3 separate regions of the Mus musculus genome follow, and all the other regions are linked to region 2. The links are chromatin contacts, called in public Hi-C and Micro-C maps. All regions are on one chromosome and are shown on one strand. Each heading gives the region's core, a stretch centred on a gene start, on an enhancer-like site or on the middle of the called end of the contact. The rest is flanking DNA. Distances are from core to core; before and after follow the strand shown.

The links. A called contact is a pair of places that touch in the nucleus more often than the background predicts.
Region 1: a contact with region 2 is called in a Hi-C map of neutrophils, with 1.5 times the contacts expected there. The contact joins the enhancer-like site here to the promoter of Rsad2 in region 2. A contact is called at or near these places in 5 of 484 Hi-C or Micro-C datasets (CD4 T cells, LSK cells, bone marrow and 2 more), 3 of 115 datasets of contacts at active chromatin or transcription factors (the HPC-7 cell line, double positive thymocytes and effector CD8 T cells) and 3 of 9 other capture datasets (adipose tissue, liver and pancreatic islet).
Region 3: a Micro-C map of muscle stem cells shows a contact between it and region 2, with 7 times the contacts expected there. The contact joins the enhancer-like site here to the promoter of Rsad2 in region 2. A contact is called at or near these places in 5 of 39 promoter capture datasets (embryonic stem cells, liver, neutrophils and 1 more), 2 of 484 Hi-C or Micro-C datasets (both in muscle stem cells), 2 of 115 datasets of contacts at active chromatin or transcription factors (double positive thymocytes and embryonic stem cells) and 2 of 9 other capture datasets (adipose tissue and liver).

The regions. Positions count from the first base shown.
Region 1 is chr12:26,388,931-26,392,675 of GRCm38.p6, forward strand. Rnf144a (ring finger protein 144A) reads right to left here. Exons shown (of 10, transcript NM_001081977.2): 3 at 464-645. Among named protein-coding and RNA genes, the nearest start is that of Mir6538, 24 kb to the right of the region's middle. Within about 2 kb of position 2,446, at least 19 of the 459 cell types and tissues checked have an H3K27ac peak or open chromatin away from gene starts, as enhancers often do. A contact at or near this core is called in neutrophils, where this site is marked.
Region 2 is chr12:26,454,697-26,458,311 of GRCm38.p6, forward strand. Rsad2 (radical S-adenosyl methionine domain containing 2) reads right to left here and starts at 1,756. Exons shown (of 6, transcript NM_021384.4): 1 at 1,375-1,756. The coding sequence starts at 1,723.
Region 3 is chr12:26,364,275-26,367,638 of GRCm38.p6, forward strand. All of the region lies in intron 3 of Rnf144a (ring finger protein 144A), which reads right to left. All of the region lies in intron 3 of 4930549C15Rik (RIKEN cDNA 4930549C15 gene), which reads left to right. Among named protein-coding and RNA genes, the nearest start is that of 4930549C15Rik, 19 kb to the left of the region's middle. Within about 2 kb of position 1,502, at least 27 of the 459 cell types and tissues checked have an H3K27ac peak or open chromatin away from gene starts, as enhancers often do. A contact at or near this core is called in adipose tissue and muscle stem cells, where this site is marked.

The DNA.
Region 1 (3,745 bases), core at 1,196-3,695, 65 kb before region 2:
CATACCTCCTCCTGAGAGACAGCAAGAGCCAGTCCTGGTACTGCTGTGTGGACGGCACGTTCTGAATCACAAGAGCACCAGGCACAAATGAGAACTCGCTCCTTATGCTGCCAGAGCATGAATGAACACAGGAGACCCCGGTGAGTCACATAAGTGACAACAGCCTCATGAACCTGTCACTAAGATCCAGCGTGAGAGTGGCAACATCAGCCCCACACAGGGAAAATAAGCAACCGAAGTGAGATCTGTTACAAAGCATAAATTTAACAGTGTGCATATATAACACCCCTTAAAATTCATCCAGGAGAGCCCTGCAAGGCATATGCCTACATGCCACGGTTTAGGATGGGTAGAAAATTCTATTCAGGCAGTCCAACTGTTCCTGTTCCTGGCCTGAGACTTGGGTAGTAAGAAAGAAATAAGGGAAGGTCTCCAAGCCTTCCTTTCCAGAGGCCAAGGTTACCTGTGGGAAGGGCAGAGGTGAGGAGAGGTGGTAACTTCCAGCCAGGTCTTGGGGTCCTGCTGTGCTTAGGCGTATTCAGCTGCTTCTCCCCATAGGTAGAAGGATGAGGTCTCTGCACTAGGGGTCCATCCAACTGAGAAAAGCAGCCCCGGGTACACCAGACTCAGCAGAACACAAAGTACCTAGGAAGCAAGGGAACAGAGAGCGGTCAGCACAAGAATAGCAGGAGGACGGCATGGTCTGGATGCTAAGAAGGACCAAGGTGTTGGCACTGATCTTCCTATCTCCAAACCCAAGGGAAAGCTGGGTAAACAGCTGTCTGAAAACCTATCACATTAAGCACCAGTGTAACTGTACAGTTTGCCAGAGAAGTAATGACGGTTCACTAGGCAACAAAAGCAAATCCCACCAAGAAGTTAACAGACCAATCCATCATCAAGGACCATCCTGCAGGCCTGGACCACCCAGCTCTGTCTGTCTCCGTGGGATTCCTGCAGGGATGTGGGTAGTGATGGTCTCTATAGGCACTCAGTGGAAAGTCTCTTTCCATCAAGAAAAGCAACACCAAAAACCACAACTGAGGAATGCATAATGAGTGAAATGGAGTTAGGAGAAATAAGAACCCTGGGAGGCAGAATGAGGGTGAGCACAAACTCTCCATTAGTAATTACATTAAATGCGTTGAATGAGATGCAGAGAAACCTACAGGGCTGGGGTGGTGGTGGTGCAAAGCAGTGAAGTTTCCTGCTTGGGAAACACTTTGCAGCTTGTGATTAAAGTCAAGGCTAGCCTATGACCCAGGAAATGCCTTCGATAAATGAAAGGCAGCTACACACTAAGTCCTGCACAACAAGATCAAAGTAGCATCATCCACACTAGGCTACATGTGAAAACAACACACATACCCATTAGCTGGTAAACTGCATGACCATGCAGCTGTTTTCGTCCTGAAAGGAACTACAGTACTGATTCACACTCAGGCACAGATGGTTGTATGAAGACCAGAAGATGAAACTAGGAAGTCTTTCTTAAATTATTATCATGTTTTGTTTTTGTTTTTTAACACAGGGTCTCTCACTTAAGTTCATCGTTTGCCCTAAGTAGGGTCCAGTAAGTCTGGGGATCCTTCTGTCTCTGCCTCCCAGTACTGGGGTTGCTGGAGCCATGCCTGAGTCTTCACATGTGTTCTGTGAGGTTGAACTTGCGTCCTCAGCAAGCATTTTATTCACTGAGCCAGAAGCTCAGTCTTGAACACACTATGCTGGGCTAAAGAAAGAAGAACACAGAAGCTCTTCATTGTATGAAACCAGCCACATGCAAAAGGCCTCGATAGGCAAATCCATGGAGGGAGAAAGATAATGCCTGGCTTGCCGAGACTCAGTACGTAGACAGGGGTTACTGAAAACATTCTGGAATCAGGTAACGGTGACAGTCACAAGACCACCTGTAAACATGCTCAAAACCCTTGTATGGGGACTCAAAGATGGTGACTTTCAAGCTATGTGAAAGTCTGGGAAACTATTAGTTTAAATGGGGAAGAAGGAAGGAGGGAAGGAGGAAAGGATGGAAGGAGGGAGGGAGGGAGGGAGGAAGGCAAGGAGGGAAGAAATGCACAGGCTCCTGGAAGATGTAGAAATACAAGGTAAAACTAAGGTAAGACTGCAGCAGAATTTCTAAATCTTTTACTCACCAGGATTGCAACACTCTTGCCTGAACTCTGAGTTTTTGTTTTCGTTTTTGTTTTCTGATGAATTTGTGGTCCTGGAGCACAGACCACCAGTGACCATTTCCTGCTCCTACCTGAAAAAGTTTCCTGGTGCCTTCAATGAGGGCTTCTAGAGCCACCATTTGACAGGATGGAAGACTCATCCTGGCAGATAGACAGACTCGTGTCTCTTTGGTATTTCCCTCTCTCTCCCCTTACACTAGAATATCAAGCTTAGCCCACAACACATGCAAATGCTCATTTTTCTTGCAACACTCAGATTGCTCAAGACTGAGGCCTTCAGCACTCTGTTTTCCCAGCAGAGCCCTAACCCCTCCTCCTAAGCATCTCACCTGCACACAAGCTAGTCTTGAACAGCTTCACTATGGGTATTTCAGAAAATGCCACCACTAGGCTTCAGGTCTATTTTCTGCCTTCACTTGGCAATAACTTCTGACTCTTCAGACAAAAGGCGATGCATTCCCTCTCCAGATCCACCTTTCTGCTGGTATTCCCACATAAGAAGAGCTGAGAAATAGCAATGCCTTATTGCCAGCAAGAGAGCAACACTCTGCTCAGACAGCACAGGGGAGAGAGGAGCCTTTTCGAGCTGCATCAAGAAGAGCTTGGCATAGGCCTGCCAGCTGCAAAACTCTCTACCTGGGCTCAGAGCTCAGAGCTCGGTGTCCCACCCTTCAACCTTTCAGGCTACAAAGCCCACTGACTCCCTCATTCCCAAAGCTCATGGTCTCAAAGCCTGTTTGCATTTTTTTCTGGAAGATTGGGCACATGTAAGACACAGAAATAGAAGAGAGATCTGGGTGAAGGGGTCTGGTGGGAGTGGGAGAAAACGGTAATATGATAATAATACATTATACACATGTGTGGAAATGTCACAATGAACCCTGTTACTATGTGTAATTAACATGTGCTCATTAAGAGTAAAACTCCATATGTTGCATACAGGATGCTTCTACAGTGATGAATCATATTAAACTGTATTTTGTTATTTATGGATAGGTATGTATATGCCTGTCTCTATGTATGCATATGTGCTTGCAGGTGCCTATGGAGACTACAGTCGGTTATTAAATTTCCCCATAGTTACAGTTACAGGCAGTTGTGAGCCGCCCAATGTTGGTGCTGAGAACAAAACTATGATCCTCCACAAAAGCAGTAGTCACTTCTAACTACTGCACCATCGCTCCAGCCCCTCATTTGCAGTTTTAAAGATAAGTTGTCAGTAGATGCTATTAATGGTGGTAAAAGTGTTTTATTTCTCATTTGCTTACTGATTTAGCATGCATGAAGAATGATAAATTTTGATACTTTTAAGTGTAGGTACTTGGCTATCTGTCTTGCATATTCTCCCAGATAGTCCCCAGGCAAGGACTGTGACTCCAGGGTGAACAGCACCACTCGTCTCAGTATGAGCCTGAGATAAGACAGCACAGCCTGTGGCTGCTCAGCCCTCTCCGTCTGTGTCCCAGTGAGCCCTGCCATGTTTCCATGTCTCTTCTGCAGATACCAACAATGCATTTGTTAACTTCATCTTCCATTCCCCACCTACACTTGGA
Region 2 (3,615 bases), core at 506-3,005:
GTAGGTCCAGTGAGATAACAAAGCTTACAGTCTTTACTGTGGGTAATGAGCCAGGATAGACTCGAGCTGAGTGAGGCAGATCCTGCTGAGTGGTCCTATGTACTGTATGATTCCATTATCACAGCACAGAATCAGGCGAGTCTGACGTGAGCATCAGAAACTGCTTGGGAGTTCCCATGTGGTCAGTGTGGTGACTGGAGGCCAGAGTGTACCTGGAGCACTGGCCAATGACTTTTCTCTTTCCCAGCTGTGCTCCAGGGAGAATTCTTGGCTGAGTGAGTCAGCTGGAAGTGCAGCTAGCATGCTTGCCGCCTAGACACATCTGCTGTGCTTCAGTTAAAGGGTAGCCAGAAAGATAAGGTAGTCTCTAGGTGAGCAGGTGTTCTGGAAAGAGTAGAAGGGCGGAAGGGAGGGAAGGAGGAAGGGGAGGTTCAGAGGAGAAGATGCTGTATTTGAACTTCACTGCTTAATGCATACCTGAGACTGGTTGATAGAGTACGACAGCAAGTCTTGGGAAGAAAATCCCATAACACACCTGTCGAAAATATTTTAAGGCTCCCATGGGGCTGGAGAGGTGGCTCAGTGTGTAATACACAGGCTGGACAGCTCTGAGAATGTGTGTTTAGATCCCCAACACCCAAGTGAACCTGAAACATGGTAGTGGGAGTTTGTACTGCTGGCCCTCCTCCTTCCAGATGGGAGGAAAGACAGGACAATCTGCAAGGATTGAATGCTAATCAATATTGTACATTAGCAGCGAACCAAAGGTAAATCCTGTCTCAAACAGGATTTGACAAGGCTAAGACTGAACTAACACCTGAAATTGTCCTATGATGCTCATAGACTTGCTGTACCCAGCAGCAGACTGAGACACATACACATGAATACACAAACTCTCTCACACACACACACACACACACACACACACACACACACACACACACACACACACACATCATGTGTACACACAGATTGTTTTTTAAAGAGAGAGAGAAGTTTCCATCAATGAATACAGATGGAACAGGGTGAAACTTCTGCCAGGTTGTTTACATAGAGGACTTGGGTCTCCACACACCCACCCCTTCCTCACTTAGTGTTTCTGGAAATCAGATTTCTCTGGGAGAACTCTGTTCCAAACACAAGGATGAATAGGGGTCACTGACCACACACCTCTGCCAACAAGAGTGAGTTCCATGGTCCTGGCCAGGCCAACTCCCAGCCTGGAGGTCCTTCCTGGCTCCCTGGTGCTCCTTTCTCATTCATGCAAATCTGCCTGTTCCCTGGTGTGGCAAATTTTCATGGAGCCCTTCCCATGCCTATCCTATGCACAACTGTCCTGGACCATCCTGGCTTCTGTCTGGTCCAGGAACTTACCAGCCTGTTTGAGCAGAAGCAGTCCTCGCTTGGCCTCCTCCAGGGGCAGCACGAAGGATGTCTTGGCTGTGTGGAAGCAGAAGCCACATTTGTAGTTGCACTGACGAGTGAAGTGGTAGTTGACACTCACGGGGGTTGTGGGCTGAGTGCTGTTCCCATCTTCCTGGGTCTCCTGGGTGTCCTCCGGCTCACCCCGGACCTGTGGCTGTTCCTTCCCGGGATCTAGCCACCCTAATGCTATTCTCAGCCAGCAGAACAGGATGGCCAGGCCACTCCAGAGGGAACCCAGCTGCTGCTGGAACAGGCTCAGCAGCCGAGCAGCTAGAGCAGTGGGCACCAGCATCCCCATGGTGATAGGCACACACCTGCTGCTGCCTGTAAGGGCTTATAAACTGTGGCCCAGCTAGCCACGCCCCCAAGCATTTGATCACTGTGTCACAAGGAGGAGGGAAACACCTCCCTTGACTCAGTTAAACAGAGTTTCTGTTTTCTGAAAATGAAAGTTGGACCAGAGCCAAGACTGAACCTTAGGACGCGCAGGCCAACTCACTGCCTTTCCTTGGCTTCCGGCTGCCCCTATAACCCCTGTAAACATCTGTCCTGATGACGCTGCAAGAATTCCAGCAGCCACGAGTTTCTGAAACAAGTTTCTTACAGACAGACATATAGCTGCATCCTTGCAGGCTGTTATTTTAACAAACAAACAAAATATTTGCATTAAGCCTCTTACAACGATTATCTATGCACACTCAACAATTTTTAAATATTCTGCTCTTTCCCCGCCCACCCACCCCCAAACAAACAAACAAAACAAAACAAACTCACCAAAACCCTAGAGTTTTGTAACTTGGTATGTTTATAGCTTGGTATGTAGCAAGTCAGTTGTATGTTGACCTTGACAGTGCCTGGCAACATTCTCAAAAGGACTCAAGACTGGTATATTCCAGGCAAACACAACAGAGAAATTTGGCAAAGTAAATTTAGTCATTTTATGTTTTTAAAACCTTTTTATTGAATACAATATAATAATACAATAATACAATATATTCTCATGTTTTCTTCTTTTCCATTCCTTCCAGATGCTCTCCACCTCCCTACCCACCCAACTTTATATTCTTTTTTAAGCTACTTTTTAACATATATTTTATTAGATATTTTCTTTATTTACATTTCAAATGTTATCCCCTTTCCTAGTTTCCCCTCCGAAAATCACCCATCCCCTCCTCCTCCCTCTGCTCCACAACCTACCCACTCCCATTCCTGGCCCTGACATTCCCCTATACTGGGGCATAGCACCATCATAGGACCAAGGGCCTCTCCTCCCATTGATGACTGACTAGGCCATCCTCTGCTACATATACAGCTAGAGCCACAAGTCTCACCATGTGTTTTCTTTTATTGGTGGTTTAGTCCCTGGGAGCTCTGGGGGTACTGGTTGGTTCATATTGATGTTCCTACTATGGGGCTGCAAACCTCTTCAGCTCCTTGGGTACTTTCTCTAGCGCCTTCATTGGGTACCCTGTGCTCCGTCCAATGGATGATTGTGAGCATAGCCATTTTAAAACTTGATTCCTTAATAATTGGTTCTTTTTTTAATGTTATTAAAGGACATATGGAGTAAATATTTCTCAAACTCCTCCATTTAAAGTTTTGCCAGTATGGTACAATGCTACAATCCTGAGAGTCACACTCTGTCTGCAGCACGTGGCTGGTGCCTTACCTCTAGGCAAGCTCCTGTGTTTCAGTAATAAGGTTCCTTGGGGCAACACATCTAACTTGCTTGGCTCAGTTCCTGGACCTCTCCTCTTTTGATGTCCCTCTGACATCTTTCGTTGGGAGCTCTGTGTTCTCAAGCTACTTCCTTTGTGTTGTTTCTAGTTCTTCCAGTGTCTGGGGAAGAAGAGAGAGTGCTTGCATACTCTTCTCACAGCCTAAGTGAAGGAAGGTCCAGACAATGCCATGGCTAACGACTGCAAGCCTGCAAGAGTTGGTAAGTGCTGTTTGAGGCACATTAAGAACCAACATCAGGCTTTGAAATTCTATCTCTATCCTTTAGTCACCTGTAAAGCCTCTACAAATAGAAGTTTGTCTATTTAACATCGGATGAATACTCTGTTTCCCATTCTCCCTCCTTTGCCTCTAAGGCATCTGCTTTCTCCTGTAAAGAAAGAGAATGCAGTTTGTCTGTCCCTTATCAAACTGGATATGAGAGGGGTTCTTATTTCCTAGTTTGTTTGTCAG
Region 3 (3,364 bases), core at 252-2,751, 91 kb before region 2:
ACTGTGACTGAGACCCCAATCAGTACCAGATCACAGTGGTGGGTGGGATGATTTCTCGAAATCAGGTCACTAACTGAATCTGGAACTAAAGATAACATTCCCAAACCCTATCTTCAACTTTAAAATTTGAAAAATCTCATCAAGTTGCTGGGTTGACCTTGAATTCACTCTGCAACCCAAGCTGGCCTGGATGTCGCAACCCTTCTGCCTCAGCCTCCCCATGAGCTGAAATTACAGGCCTGAAGCACATGCTTAGTTTGTGAACACACTTGATAGCAGGAAAGTGAGACAGAAGGAAGATGAAGTGATGAGGATCTTGTTGACAGTCACCACATCAGCTGTCCTTTGATTCTGATCACTGCACTTAGGGCAACACCACCAGTATGTGTGGTACTCCTGCAGTCATGACTCGGCCACTCCCTCCCTCAGAATCTGAGGACCCTGCTCAGACAGCCATTTTTCCTCTAGAATTCTATACTGTTCAATACTCAAGAGGTCTAAATTGAAATCCAGACTGAGCTAGTCCTCAGTCCGTCCTAACATCCACATCTTTCATTCCACTGGTGAGTATTCTGCTACAGTGAGGCCCAGAGTTTAGCAGACTGTAACTATAATGGACCACACAGTCAATACTTGCGGCTCTGTCGACCACAGCACCCCATGGACCACTAAACCCTGATGCTCAGGCCTAAAAGCATGCAGAGATAATGTGTAACCCAAGGCCTGGCTGGGATCCAAGGGCACAGGCTAGTGGCCAGACTCAGCCCACGTACCATATGCTGATCCATGGGGTGAAGCCTAGTGACTCTCGAGCCATGATGAAAAGCCCTCTCCAGCCCAAGCCTTTCCCTTCTGTGCATGTCTTTCTGTCTCAGGAAAACCTAACTTCAGAAATACAGGATTTCTGAAATTAGGGTTTGATTCCAAATCCGTAAGCCAGGAATAAGCCTAATTCTGACCTCTCTACACATCTAGGGCCACTGGTCTCTGCGCTACGACCTGGCCACCCCGTGGATATCACAGGAAGGGATATGCTTGCTCTCCAGCCACCTTAGGAAAGGTTTAATGGGAGCATCGCGCAGAAGAGAAACTGAGGAAGGCTAATGAAACAAATCCAATCTAACTCTGGTTAAACCCCTGGTGATTCTGATGTGAATGTTAGGTCTCCATACAAGGAGCCTGATGCTGTATTAGGGAGCGTGCAGCCTTGCCACATAGAGGCCTGCTGATGTGAGTCTCAGCTCAGCAAACGGTCAGTGGCAGCAAAAGCAACCTGCAGTGACCACAGCTCAGCTACCAAGTCCCCACTAAACCCCCACATCCTCCACCCATCCATCCCCTGGAATGTTTCAGCCACATTGTCTCCTGGCCAGAAAACTTACGGTTTTAAAGTCCCACAAGGAGCCCGAAGTCACAAAATGAGTCACTATCAGAGTCTAGTCTGAAGCAGAGACAAGTTGGCTATGAATTCAACTTTTATCCACCAATACCACACAGTTCCTGGGCCTCTTGGATGCTGCTGCTGGGCTTCTGTCACATCATCATTGGGTGAGGACTTTGGCTGGACTAACCAGCTGTCCATATAACATGTGTCCTGCAAAAATGCTTTCCCATATCTGCAGGGAGGTGCTGCTGGGAGGCTGGGCCTGGGTACAACCACAAAACAGAAGCCAGTCCATAGTCTCAATAGCACTTTTGACCAGAAGGGGACACAACTATGAACCATAGCTGGCAACCACAGTCCCAAGAAACAAGTACAACAAGCAGCCACTTTCACAGATGACTGATATACATTCTGAGGACTGGAGAGGGAAGGAGGAGTGAAGTCAGCCACTTTCACAGATGACTCATCCACATTCTGAGGACTAGAGAGGGAAGGAGCAGAGAAGTCTAGGAAGTACCAAGAGGTACTTCAACCCTGAAGTTCAACCCTCGCAACCCTGATTCTAGCCCTAGGAATTGAGAATCAGCTAAAACAAGGAACAGCCCATCTGGGATTGTGTTCCTACATGGAAGGCCATGCTAAAAGTGAAAACTACATTATCAACACTACAAGCCTCGTGAACTATGAAGGGTGCATGGGGCTAAGGATAAGAAATTATGTAATTTTAATTTCATTTGCCAGCAACAAGAAAGGTTGGCTGCCCAAGTTTACCAGGTGAACCGAGTGCCTTGGCATTTACCATGTCACTCAGCCTGAGATGCACCCAGGCAGCTGAGGGAACCTGCCCACAGTCCCAAACTCAGAGTGACGAGGTGGCAGAGAAGAGGAGGTGGACTCTCATCAAGGTTGGAATCCACTTCACTCTTGGCTTTTGCTGAGGCTTCAAGAGGTGGGAGGGCTCCGGGGGCATCTTGCATAATGCTACAGGACTGATAGGAGCCGTAAGGAGGGAGCAATTCACCTCCAGGCTGTATAGAAAAAAAAAGGACTCCTTCCCCAAGCTTCTGTGCTTATAAACCAACCTGCAGTTCCTGTGCTTTGCAAACCAGCAAGGAAACAAACAAACAAACAAACAAACAAACCAGGAGAGGTGCCAGAGTGATGAGCAATGAGGCAGCACTGGAATGTGAAGGGATCAGCCCAATGTCTCATGAGCAGTGACAGGCACCTGGGGTCTTGGGGACCTGCTAAGAGCAAGACAGTTCCCTGATGGGCAGCTCTTTCTTTTGTTCCTTTTGCATTTTCTGAGACAGGCGCTCATTAGCCCAGAGTCTCCTGAGTTTCAGGATTAGATCTGGGCAACCATCACACATGGCTTATAAACAGTGCTGAGGACAGAACCCAAGGTGTTATGCACACTAGGCAAACACCCTAATAGCTGGGCCAGCACATACCCACCACAGGCTTTCCTGGACTTTCCCACCATCACAACTCTTGCCCCAATCCATCCTCTCAGTGGTACTTAGCAGCTTGCTAATGGCCTAGTGGGGAGCTACAGACTCTGGCAGACTCCCTGCAGCAAGCAGGCACAGGATGACCTAGGAATTGGACTCCTGTCTCCCTATTTGTTTCTGCCACCAACTCTATGAACTTCCAGCTGCACAAGGACTCTCTAGGTCTGACTTCGACTTTATTTTTGGCATAGAGTAAAGTCATATTACCTCCCTCCTCTCCCTTTTATGGGCCTTGGATAAACAACACAGGAATTGCCATCTCCACTAGAATGGCTGGTCACAGAGTCCCCATCCATGACATTCCTCATCACCATGACCAAGTCCCAAGTGCCAAAGACAACAGCCAGTGTCAAGAAACCAGACAGCTGGAGCAAGAGGAAATTAGGCAAGGGTTCGCAGGCTTGGAAATGGAAGAGAACATGGGGGAAATCTGTACACTACACTGCTGTCCCAGAGGAACCCATGT